Regions from separate parts of the Bicyclus anynana genome. Here region 1 is linked to region 2. The links are chromatin contacts, called in public Hi-C maps. All regions are on one chromosome and are shown on one strand. The core of a region is the stretch at or near the end of the contact, and the rest is flanking DNA. Distances in the headings are between cores, read along the strand shown.

What was found. Hi-C and Micro-C count contacts between places; a contact is called where the count stands out from the background.
Region 1: a Hi-C map of whole larva shows a contact between it and region 2, with 1.8 times the contacts expected there. The contact joins the enhancer-like site here to the promoter of LOC112043465 in region 2. A contact is called at or near these places in 2 of 2 Hi-C or Micro-C datasets (whole body and whole larva).

The regions. Positions count from the first base shown.
Region 1 is chr12:4,097,765-4,104,757 of ilBicAnyn1.1, forward strand. The region is part of intron 2 of LOC112043465; the gene reads left to right. Among protein-coding and RNA genes, the nearest start is that of LOC112043465, 46 kb to the left of the region's middle. Within about 2 kb of position 2,102, at least 4 of the 8 cell types and tissues checked have open chromatin away from gene starts, as enhancers often do.
Region 2 is chr12:4,050,405-4,056,705 of ilBicAnyn1.1, forward strand. It overlaps LOC112043465, which reads left to right and starts at 4,438. Exons shown (of 9, transcript XM_024078876.2): 1 at 4,438-4,789.

The DNA of each region.
Region 1 (6,993 bases), core at 852-3,351, 45 kb after region 2:
CTACCTAGTACCAAATCTACCAAGGTCGAGAATTATAAATTAGATCCATTATTTGTTATGAATTTGTTCCCATATTAATTGATCAAAAACATGGTGGTGGACTATTGGCCTAACCTCTCTCATTCTGAGAGGAGACTCGAGCTCAGCAGTGAGCCGAATATGGGTTGACAATGATGAAACATAAATTCGAATCACTTTTTTCGGTATTTGAATCCTGATGTATTATTCAAGTGGTCAAACGCCGAATTGTTCACGAATCCATTATAACGGCATCGAATACCGAATCTGTGATGTGAATCACTTGAGTCTTAAACTAACTCCAATAAACGCTCGTGAAACAATGCGACGAATACGCCGTGAAACCTGCATACCAGAGAACACGCATGAATCCATTTAAAAGCGTTAAAAAAATAATGCTTGCCGATCGTAAAAGTAAAAGTTAACTGTATAAAGTGCCTCAGCTGAGTACTTCCTGTTTGTGATTGGTATAATCGTAACTAGACGGCGCTACTTGTCTAGTGTACAAGTACTTCTAGTGATAGCCATAATAACTTCATTTTATAAGAGCTGAATGTTTATAGCTCCTACCATGTATGGTAGCCAATGGGGATGGCTAGGGTTCCTTTTTTAATCCCCGACGCCAAAAGAGGGGTGTTATAAGTTTGACGTGTCTGTCTGTCTGTTACCGAACGGTGAAGCGATTTCAATTTTTTTTTTGTTTTCGTATGAATGTTGATTTATGAGCGAGTGTTCTTAGATATGTCAGATGAATTGAGGAAGAATCACCGAATATATTCGAGTTTAAATGAAAACACACTGAAAGATAATATTGATGACTTGAAAAAGAGTGTAATTAATAATTTCGTTTGTAAAATAAACAAGATTATAATTTGGTGTACTTGTTAGAGGTACGAGGACACGAGGATAAAATATAGCCTATGGCATTAACAATTAACGTGACTTTCTAGTGGTAAAAGAATTTTAAAAATCGGTCCAGTAGATCCAGAGATTACCCTAGTTCCTAGTTCCTACAGATGATGCAATTTAATACGATGTTGAAATATTTTCTTCAAACAGTTAATATTTTAGTAGTAAGTTTCTTAACTAGTAATAAAGAAATAATCAATAAAACGTTGTATCAACGTTACCCATATTGATTTTATATGAACAACACTTAATAACTCATTAAAAATTGATTTATAGACGTATTAATGCTGCTTTAAGCACATTGTTTATTATCATGATACAGTATAGGATTTAATTAAAAAGAAAAATACAATGCAAATAGATATTTATATATGTGCCTATTAGTTTGTTTTGTTTTTTCGCTTCGTACTTTTGTAATTTTTTAATGTTTTAGTTTATTAGATCGAGTTCGTCTTGAAGTTATTTCCATAAATTGCTAGACGTACCAAAGGCGCTGAAAGTGATAGCGCTTATTTGTATATAAAAGTAGACTTATGTATACTAATACATATTATAAAGAGATAAAGTTTATAGTGTTATAGGGAGTAATCTCTGGATCAACTAAACCGATTTTGAAAATTCTTTTACCACTAAAAGCCACGTTATTTGTGAGTGTCATATACTCGTATACTATTCCTGTATTCTCACAGAAACTACGCGGGTGAAACCGCGAGGCGTCGTCTAGTTATAAATAAGCTGATGATGTAGTGTCAACATCTTAGTTGTGAACTTTACTTGTGGCCTGGTTACGCGAAACGAGGGTAACGGTCGCTTCCGTTGCAACGCGCACCGGTCTAAAACTGGACGACGAAAGTAATCGCTTGCTCACTTTCTCTCCGAAGTACTCTTAGTACGAAATTATTTAACTTAAGAGTTATGATTACGACTCTGTGGCGCAAGCGATGTCTATTCTCGAGGTAATTTCCTTATATACTTAGTTACCTTGAATAGATTGTGAGGTTGTGATGGCTAGATCTTCGTAGTTTTATGAAAGCTGTATGTCAGTCTATGATATGAGGAGTTTGGACTGTACTGCCTTTAGGAGAAAGTAAGTTCCAAGGGTCCAAACACTCCAAATTTATACTTAGTAAAAAGCGAACAAAAGTGACACAACTAAACTTTAAGCTTAGTTTAAGCCTGTGTAGATATTGTCACAGGGGCGTCTTTACCGGGCTCTGACCCGGGACAGAGTAAAGAGGGCGCCGCGATCCCAGGGGCGGCCGAACGCCACTCGTCGCGCGGGTTGTAATGGCAGGCCCGGGCGCGGTGTAACCTAACGTAACCTCAAGTATAAAATGTTCCTTTAAGCATACCTATATGTTGTATGGAATTCTAGAGCTCTTACTAAATAAATGTGTCTAGTTTTAGCAAAGAGAGGCAAATAGAAAACTACTTCCAAGGTGTTTGTTTGCTACACAGACAGTTTGTGGTAAGTTGGAAGTGCTGTTTGTAAGCAGGTACATATTACATTTTAACAGTGCTCAGCACGCTTAGGTACTTAGCTAGAGACGCCTCTGTATTGTCATCATCGACGGACATCCATTACGATGTAGGCCTTTTATACATACTCCAAAGTTACACACACCCGCAAACGCGAACTAAAGCAGCGTGGTGGATATAAACTCCATATCCTCTCTCGTATTTAATAGTGGGCCGATTAAACAAATGACTCCGGACAGTGGAGTGCACATCATAGATGCAACAATCAACTGCCTACCCTAAGGTCTCTTTACGAACCTGTATTGAAAAAGTAATTTTCCGTTGTGTACTATTTGTACTTACGTCTTGTTCCTCGTCATTAACAACCCATATTTCTCACTGAATGAGTCCTCTCAGAATGAAGTGTTAAGCCTTAGTCAACCACGCAGGCCAAATGCGGATTGGCAGACTTCACACTCATAGATAATTAAGACAATTCATAAGTATGCAGGTTTCCTCACGATGTTTTTCCCGGACCAGATTCGAACCTACGCCCTCGAATCGAAGGCAGAGAATGCGCATATGACGTACACATCATTAATGCTAAACTATACTGCGTACCCTGAGGTTTGTGAACCTGCGTGTATTGAAAATTATAAAAAGTAATGCCTACCCTAGTTAAAACCTTGTGCATACCAATTATCTGCACGCCACAAACAAGTATGGCGAATTTTAATACTCGTAGTAGGTAAATTATTATTAGAAAAAACGGCTCGCGAAGACGTGACTGACCTCTAACGCTATCTTTCCCGGCAACGCGCTTGCAACCTTGCGAATTAAGGTTTTGCAATTCCGCTGGCGTATCAAGGAGACTGCCGATATGTTAGTTTGTATTACAGCTATAGCCAGTGATGTGTTATGATCTAGAGATTCTATAGAAATCGCCCTGTTAAAAAAAAATCCAATTATTTCAAGGTTACCTAATTCATTGCATTGAGATGCTAAGGAGACTGCACTGCAGATAAGTATTTTTTTTAATTTCAGCTGTACCAAGTGAGATGTTATTTAGCTCTAGAGTTCGCATTGTATAAGAAAAAGGCTTACAAGGTTATCAAAGGTTATAGCAACTGCAACCAAGGTTTATAGTTTAAATTATACAATGTTTTTTTATTTTAAAGGGAAATATTTTGATGTTTGTCATAAAGTTTTTAACTTGCAAAGTAATGAATTATTTGCGAAGGTTTTAAATTTCTCACACTCCTAAAACTACATAAATGTGACTAAAAACCAAATAATTACAAATGCGGTAATCTACAAATGTCAAATTACGTAAACTTTGTTGAACTCTAGCCGGTTTGAGAGCTAGTGAATTTCACAAAAACTCGAAGAATTTGATGAAATCTCGTGCTCGTTTAGTGAAAGGTTCGCCATTTGCCACCAGTGGAGCTGCCATTAAAAATAAAGAACTGGTAAAGCCTCAGGCACACTGGTGCGTTTGGTTTTGCGTTTAAACTTGCGTCGTTACACGCGCATTTGAAATAGTCTCGTGATCGTAGGACGCAGGGCACAACCATATGCTCAAGGCGTAAGGACCCATTCACACTGGTGCAGAGTTGAAGAAAAAAATTGCAACGTGGCAGCCCCAGCAAACTGTGATAGCCCAGTGGATGTGAGTGTGGGTTCGAATCCGGTCGGGGCATGCACCTCCAACTTTTCAGTTGTGTGCATTTTAATAAATTAAATATCACGTGTCTCAAACGGTGACGGATAAACATCGTGATGTAACCTGCATACCAGAGAATTTTCTTAATTATCTGCTTGTGTGAAGTCTGCCAATCCGCATTGGGCCAGCATGGTGGACTATTGGCCTAACCCCTCTCATTCTAAGAGGAGACTCGAGCAGTGAATTGAATATGGGTTGGTAATGATGAAATGATCGCAACGTGTTAAAAATGTGGTGATTATATTGAAAAATGCAGAGTATACTGAACTCTATCTCCATTTATTAACGACGTGTTAAGTAAATACAAAATTATTAATTATGTATGAAGACGCCTGGCGCCAGGAGATGTGCGATGAAGCGCTTACTAACGTCTGCCTCGAGCAAATAATCCGTCAATCAATCACCGGCCATCATGTGTACAAAAATGTATCACACTAATATTATTAAGGCGAAAGTTTGTGTGTAAGTGTGTAAGTATGTTTGTTCGTCTTTGACGCTGCGATTACTCAAGGGATTTGGCTAAAATTTGGAATGGAAATAGATTTTACTCTGGATTTACACATAGACTACTTTTCATCCCGGAAAAATCCATGGTTCTCGCGAGATTTGTGAAAAACTGAATTCCACTTTATTACACAATTAATTATTAATAAAATTTCAATTGATATTGATATCGATTCTTATAGGTTTCGTTAAAATTACTTTTGAATAATCTTGTCCGTGTTACTACTGGTTCGAAAAGCAGATTTGACCAAGCCAGTAAAAAACTCACCAGCACCTAGGTAGTTGCTCTTTTTAAAAATAAATGTTACAATTTGTAAAATGTATGTTCTGTCTTGTGCGCAAAAGAAAACAGCCGATTGCTTTCATGAATCTTTGTCATTAAGATAGTCAATAGTCATCAAAACAAGATAGAGTTCAATATACTGTAAAGTGAAAAAACATGGTCATTTCGCTACGCTACGACTTTGCGCTAATGTGAATGCAGCCTAAGGCCATGACTCGGCATGCGGGCAAAAAAACCTGAATTGCCGAGTGCGAGAGGGAAAGACGAGGAATCAAACAAGTGCGTTACCCCCGCGAAGATTGTGTACGCATTTTTATTTTTATATTTTTGTCTGAAGCTCTGAACCTAGACGTCTTGTCGTGAGAGACAGTGGGCAATTTTAACAGGGAGTATATTCGTGACTCAACTGAATGTGTGTATATATATATATATATATGATGAATATCTTTAGTGATTGAAGCTGGGACAATAGTAGGCCATTTCACCGTATGACAAAAGAAAAGAAACCCCTATAGCCTCTACATATCACAAAACATAAAGCGCTTAGCAGTGCTTGTACGTATCGCGGTCAACATGTTGATTTCTGTCAGAAATCTCATGATCTGGGATTTTCTGTCAGCTCTAGGTGACTATGTCACTTTATTGCGTCAGTTTATGGAGGATATTGCCAAATGAATCAATGCATTTGTAATAAATATCAGAAATCCCTCGATATTTAACAAAACACCCTTAATAAGGCAATCTCAAACTAATGAAATAATTAACCATATAAATAAGTACCCATAACAGAGGCTATACCACGCTATACGCTTTCTTTGAGGCTAAGTAGTGATGTCTGTATTGTGTAAGTAAGCCGCACGTTAAATCTAGTATTAAGTATTTTATATTTGAAGACAACCCTAACGTTGTTTGAATAGATGTAACAATAATAAGAGTTGTAGGTAAATAATAAAACTGCACGCTAACAATATTGTTCGGACTGAATTGCGCCTTATTGTGTGGTACCGAGAGTCGCTATTTATTCAAATGATGTTGCGCAGTGAATCTTCTGTACTTGTACTTAATATGTACTTATTCTATGGTATAAGTACATGGTTTTCAAGTATCTAATTAGGTTGCAGATCAAAATTCAGTATGTAGTTACGCCCTCCATAAATTGTACTTTGAGTCAATAATATAAACGATCACTATAAACGTTCACTCGCATGATTTATTTTAGTTTAAACAGCATTTAGCGTACGTTAGCATTGATGGATTCTACAAGGCTATCAACATTTTTATTATTATTTGTTTAATAGACTAGGAAACGGCCGGTTTGGATTCGTTTAATGCTAATTACATGCTTATTCTTTAATCTACTTCTGTTTATACGGTTTTTATAAAATAAAAATAAATACACTTCAATGTCGGTATGTGAATTATATTTATGACCAAAGAAAACTAGTCGATTTCTTATGGTTTTTGTCTGTTTGTCGTTGTAAAAACACTTAAAACTAAAATGCTCTATATAAATCTATATACTTATTAATAATATTTAAAGAGGCATAGTTTGTGAGGTTAATCTCTGAATCTACTGAACCGATTTTGATAGTTCTTTTACCACTATTTAGCCTCATTCTTTATGAGTGACATAGGCTATATTTTATCCTCATATTTCTACGGAAAAGGAAACTACGCGCGTGAAACCACTGCTGAAATATTAGATAGAGGCAAACTTTGTGGTATTGAAGGGGATAATCTCTGCATCTATTGAACCGATTTTGATAATTCTTTTACCACTAGAAAGCCACGTTATTTTTGAATGTTATAGACAATACTTTATCGCCGTATTCTCAAGGGAACATGAACTACGGAGGGGAAACTGCGAGGCGTCGGCTAGTTTATCTATATTTTAAAATTATATATTTTTCCTTCCTCAATCTGTCGCTCTTTAATGTCCTTTGTTTACGTATCTACGTCAGATTTATCACCTTGAGTTATCTAAAAACGGTGTTTCCTTCACTCGCTTTCGCATAACTGTCCTTATCACTAGCTCTTTGTAACCATGCTAGCATTTCGCGATAAATCTAGCCAAGCATTTAGTCGTAGCTATGTCTAG
Region 2 (6,301 bases), core at 3,188-5,687:
ATTATCATCATCAACATTATCAACTTCCGATGAACGATGAACGTCCGCTGCTGGATAGGCCTTAATATACGCCATATGGACTTCTAAAAAACACGGTTTTTATCACGCCTGCATCCATCGGCTCCCTGCCACCTGCTTAGTCTTCGTACACCAACTTGGGAATCACCCACTGCGCTTTGCGGAGCGGGGCCGGTCTCCAAGGACCCCTACGATCCCCGATAACTATGGGTATGGCTCTCGCGGTATTTGTTAAAAACAGAATTCCACGGTAAAACAGCCTTGTGGGCGTCCGCTTGTTGTAAATAAATATACAGGACAATGTCCTCAATATATTTTAAAATAAAATAATTTAGAAACAAGAAGATTTAGACAACGATTAATGTCATTCGTTGGTGTTTATCCGCGCTACCATCTCTGTCAGTGACCAATGATTTAAATAAAACATTTGAATGTTATTAGCGCACCGAGGACGGACCGCAGTCCGCACGTAGTGTTTTTTACAAGCTTCTATTCAATTAGCAATGTAACAAATATAGCAAATATAGCTTGTAAAATATGTTTCGATTAATAAATCTTGCAACGGAATGAACTGAGATATTTAAATATACTTACCTACTTTTTTGTATGCATCATCTACTAAAGTGATATACATATTATTGTGTAGAGTATCTGTATTATCCACCTATGTTTTGTATAATTTTAATAAGAAACAGATTGCCTCTATCTTTTTAAAAATGTAAGAAAACTTGAATAGAGATAGGTATTTGATGAAAGCATTGCCTTAAGTTATACATATACATTGTACGTATGCACGTGACGGTAATATCGCTAACTATGGGCCTTATTAGAAGGCTTAAAGTCACGGCGGCTTTCAGCGGGCGATGGAGCGAGCTATTGGAGTGGAGTTTCTTGGAGTGGAGTTTCTCTGCGTGATCGAATCAGTAATGAGGAGATCCGCAAGCGAACCAAAGTCACTGACATAGCTCAGCGAGTCGCGAAGCTAAAGTGGCAATGGACCGGCCACATAGTTCGAAGAGGATTTTGGGGTCCTGGAATGGCAACCCTGCGCCGGATAGCGCAGTGTATGTCGACCCCCCAATAGTTGGACAGAGGATATCAAGGCGGTTCGAGACCATTGTGCTTGTAAGTACAAGAGGCATATGTCCAGCAGTGGACGTCTATCGGCTGATTACGATGATGATGATGATGACGATGATGATGATGATGATGATGATGATGATGATGATGAAGAAGAAGAAGAAGAAGAAATACTTTATTGCACACAAAAATACAATTATAAATTGAAACATTAAAAACATTAATTAAACTTAGCATGCAAAGGCGGCCTTATTACTATAAGTAATCTCTACCAGGCAACCCCTGACGAGAGAACTGAGAGGTGCAAAATATGTATTTATATATATAAATAATTTAAAAAAAAATATATAAATATAATATAATATATACGTAAATATAATATTAAAATTTACATATGTATTACATAATATATTACAACTAATACAAATACATATACATATATATATATATATATATATATATGATGATGATGATGATGATGATGATGATGATGATGATGATGATGATGATGATGACACTAATATCTAGCTATACAAAAATGAGCCTTACTCGACACGGGCATGCGGCTCATCCGTAGTGTGCGAACAGCATTGAGCTCCGTTTATTAATCATAGTCTTCTTCAGTCACAATGAAACAAACTACATTTTTAAAATGTTTTATAAACACGCGACGCTGCGACACGGAAAACAAAAAAAATCGCGACTTTTTAACCTACTCAAAAATAGGTAAAAATAAAAACGAAATTCAAATTGAATAGCATTGGTGGCAAGAAATTCAAAGTGAATAAGTACAAAGTTAAAGTAAAATAAAAAAAGTCATCCCCACTTTAAATGTAGGGGTACCCTAAAAATACCCCAAGATTTTAGTTTATAACTTTGTTCATATTTTTACCCGACTGCAGGAAGGGTTATTAATGTACATACTCATGCTAAATTACAGCTTTCTAGTAGTAATAGTCTCTGTGCTAAACCGCGGACAGACAGACGATATTAACTGATTATGAAACACGGCTAAAACTCAAGTGATACAACGTTCGGAGTATGCACGACTAGTTTCGAACCCATACGAGGCCCTTAGTTATGAGCTGGTTCTTGCAACGCGGCACGATCCAAACGATGTGGATTTGTATTCATAATCAGTTAATAGCAATAACACTCACGATGGTTTAAATCCTAAAACAAATGGTATTGTACGATAATCACAACAACATTCTACAATTGAAGACTAAGGATTTGGCAAGTCAATAACTAATAAAAGCTGAAAATTTTAAAGTATCTACTTACTCAATTAACTACTTAAATAATAATATTTCATCTAACTACTTGATACTTCCGCGCCACGATTTCTTTGTTTCTAATTACATTATACCTACCTACTGTATATTCTTTAGAAAATCTCTGTGGTAACACAAAAACCAATTTCTCACGCTTTAAAAGCTGTATACAATAACTCGGAAAGTTGTGCGAACGAAACGATGGTAAACGTCGGATGAATGTACGTAAATGCGGGTAGGTATAGAGAAAAAGCAATGACTTCTGTGCATACTACTATAATGACGGAGGATGTTTCTAAAGGAGGAACCGAGAGTAAGGTTTTCGCAATTGAAGCCTTAATTACAGGGCAAATTAGACTATTATCGCATAAACTCCACTCTTCTCTTATATCTCCCAGGATCTGCAACAGTAGTCAGCACTGCTGACTTCCATTACCGTCATGAATTCTTCAAAAGTCAACGAGTGTAGACATTGAGTTTTGTCGGTTTCAATGTTTTACCAGCCGTAAATGCATGTTTCGAGTAGGTAATGTGCTTATTTTTAACCCCCAGCGCAAAAAAAGGTGTTATAAGTTTGACGTGTCTATCTGTCTATCAGTCTGTCTGTGGCACCATACCTCCCGAACGGATGAAGCGATTTCAATTTTGTTAATTTTGCGCAAAAGATGACTTATGTGCGAGTGATCTTAGACATGTTTGATGAAAATCGGTTGAGCCGTTTAAAAGTTGTGTGGGGTGAAATTGGCGAAGAATAACCGAATGACTGCAAATACATATACTCTAGTGGAGTCTCAAATAAAAGCGCACTGAAAGAGAATGTTGATGACTTGATCGAGAGTGTAATTAATAATTTCATAATCTTCGGGAAAATTTCGAAATTTTCAATTTTATGTTAATATCCAGTCTCAACGGTGATACGGCTTGACAATTTAACATGTAAATTAGTTAGATAAATGCTCTCCAGAAGACTGTTAAGACCTCAGACGAAGGTTTGTTTAGAAAAAGATTTATATAACTAGATTTCAATAAATTGCTCGTGTAAATAATCTTTTTCTGTGTGCCACGCCGCTAATGTCCCGTGCAAACCTCGATAGCGTGGAACGCGCAAAAAAATTCCCGCGGAGAAATTGCCTCAAAGAGTTTTTGCTGAATGCAAATTAGTTCTAACGGAGTTTTATTGCTCGTTGAATAGCTGTTGATGTAGTGTTGTTGGTTTGATGGGAATCGTGCGGCTAAACACGTCGAATATGGCTCAACAACCGTTCCAGATCAATACTTATGTTAAGGAATACCGGGTACGTACCTAGTTTTATTAATTTTACGATTACAACCTATTTACGTTACTGTTAAACAAAGTGAGAAAATTAATATTCAAATGATACAAGTATTTCAGTTATTTATTGTTTAGATCATCTTCATCATTATCAACCCATATTCAGCTCACTGCTGAGCTCGAGTCTCCTCAGTAATGAGAGGGGTTAAGCCAATAGTCAACCACGGTGTCCCAATTCGCCGCTATGACATATTATAAAACCTACGCTCTCCGGAATCGGAGACTCTGTCTTAATTGTTTAGATACTACCCGCGTTCAAATGTTGGTAGAGCAGTTCATGGTGCCGAAACATCTTGTTGTGTACCTAAAAATCGTTGAGGTAATGATAAAAACATAGTAGATGACAGATGTAGATGTGCAGTTTTACACTTCAAATATAGACACAATGGTTACAATAAATATTGTTAACAAATGTTGTTTATAAATTAAACTCTACATCGTACTTGATGCACGCACGGTGACGTGTGCGATGTTTGCCAATATGCTATCAACGTAGCGATGAGCATTGAGCCCAAACTCCAAGGCATCCGTCACGTCATCCACAGGCCACAGCCGCCCGCGCGTGGTGTCGTGAATCGTAGCAATCATAGCGGGATCGGCGAGCTTCGTTCGGCTGTTATTGGCCTCCTTGTCCCCTCCTTAACGTGTGCCCGCGAGAGTGAACGAGACCTCGCTGCCCCTCTTTACCCTCCTGCCAGGGCCGGTCGGCGCGCAATCGGGTTTTATCGTCGACAAACTACCAGTTTTCAGCGGTCTGTACGCGTAAGTGTTCGTGTCGCTCGTTAATTACAGTTGAATCCGACTTTTATTTCGTACGTCTACTAAAAAAAACTCTTGTACAAAAAAAAACTGGATACGCTTCGTCGCAACGGATCAGTGCCGTGCAGATGGTGTAGTGTTGAATTGATTCTGTGAGAGTGCTTGTGACTGCTTACGCGACGTTGTCCAAAACGACTGCGTCGTGGATCCTTGACGCTCTGTGGATACTTCTCGTGAGAACTACGAACCGTCTACGTGGAATTGAACCGGACTGGTGTCACGCGGTGTTCCTTGAAGCTCTACAGTCTACACGCAAAAGAATACAGTAAGCGAGTGCATCATTTTCAAACCACTTGGCAGTTAATTATACTTAATTACGTTCCGTTATCTGTGCCGCTGTAACTATGTCGTCAATAAGCGATAACTTTTAATTTACTAATTGTGCTCTCGATTCAATTGTATTCAATTTATTTGTAAAAAAAAATAAACCTACCTATTCAATTTTTAATTAGCGAGCCGCCTTATGTTACTAAACGTTAAGTTAAACAAATTTCAATGTCACTACTTATCTTGATTGAGGAGTTACGTACGAGGAAGCGTAACTTTATTGTTCCTCGAAAAAGCAGCTGTTCTTTTATTTATACAGTTAAGCGAAAAAACGTAAAAGAAACTTGACTAGAATCAGCAGATTGCGTTGATAATAGGTTAAAATTGACAGTTGGTTAATTACAAGCAACGACTTGGCTGTGAAACTGCTTTCCAGCAAGTCTGGATGGGCGTGGCAAGTGGCCAAGTGTTGCCAAGGCCCACAGGAACGAGTTTTTTTGAATCGTTTGCCGAGAACAGTATTGCGAAATATCAGCATCCAGCTTTCTCGACGCGTAATTTTATTAGAGTTGATATTATTTAATGTGAACAGCGGGTTAGTTGTACCTACCTATATTGAATTTTAGATACTCTAGGTAGGTTAACTAAAGAAAACTGGGTTTAATACCTATTAATGCACATTAAGGGCCTACTTTTTGCAGTTCTATAGAAAGTAGAGTCCGGCGATGTTTTGTATTCATGCTTCAAACTTTTTTCCTAACACTGGTTAAAGAAGTTGAGAACATAATGCTATGTTTTGGTAGAAATCCCCTATTCGACAAATAATTTTGTCTTCAAAGCCACTTTAGTCGTGATTATGGCGTATTTCGAGCCTTATGCATTACTAGATATACACTCAGACAAATTATTGTATAGGACCTGCCCTGCTAGACGTTACTTTTCTGACAAAGTATATGATCAACGATCTAATGCGATTATAAAAAACTGTCTCTATAGTATCGATGTTTCATAGTTGTAATCGTGTTCGTCGGTTAAAGAGCTCCGTAAAATTCCTTCTTGTTTAATTGAATGGTGTAAAAAACGGGCATAATCTTCAAGTTTAGTATTACTAATATTATACTAAAACTAAGCTCGTTTCCCTCATAAAATGACAGGCAATTTTTTTCGTGAACTTGGGTGCGATACAATTACTGTTCAAAATTCATTTATTTCAAGAAGGCTCAGTTTACAAGCACTTTCGAAACGTCAGTTCCTTCTATAATTGGTCTGAGGGTATACATAATATCAATCACCTAGTCTGAACTTGGCGCTAGTAAATAATTATTATTTACGCATAATAATTATGGCCTTTTAACCTTGCGCAAGAGTCACGAGATTACCGCCATGTTGAATTATTGTTCCGATAGTCGTTTCAGTCATGAGTCAATCGTCTTATAGCGAAAAACCTCAATCAACAACAAAAGCTTTCGCTTGAATGTTGGATTAAGGGTCGGGTACCGAAAGCAGTAAT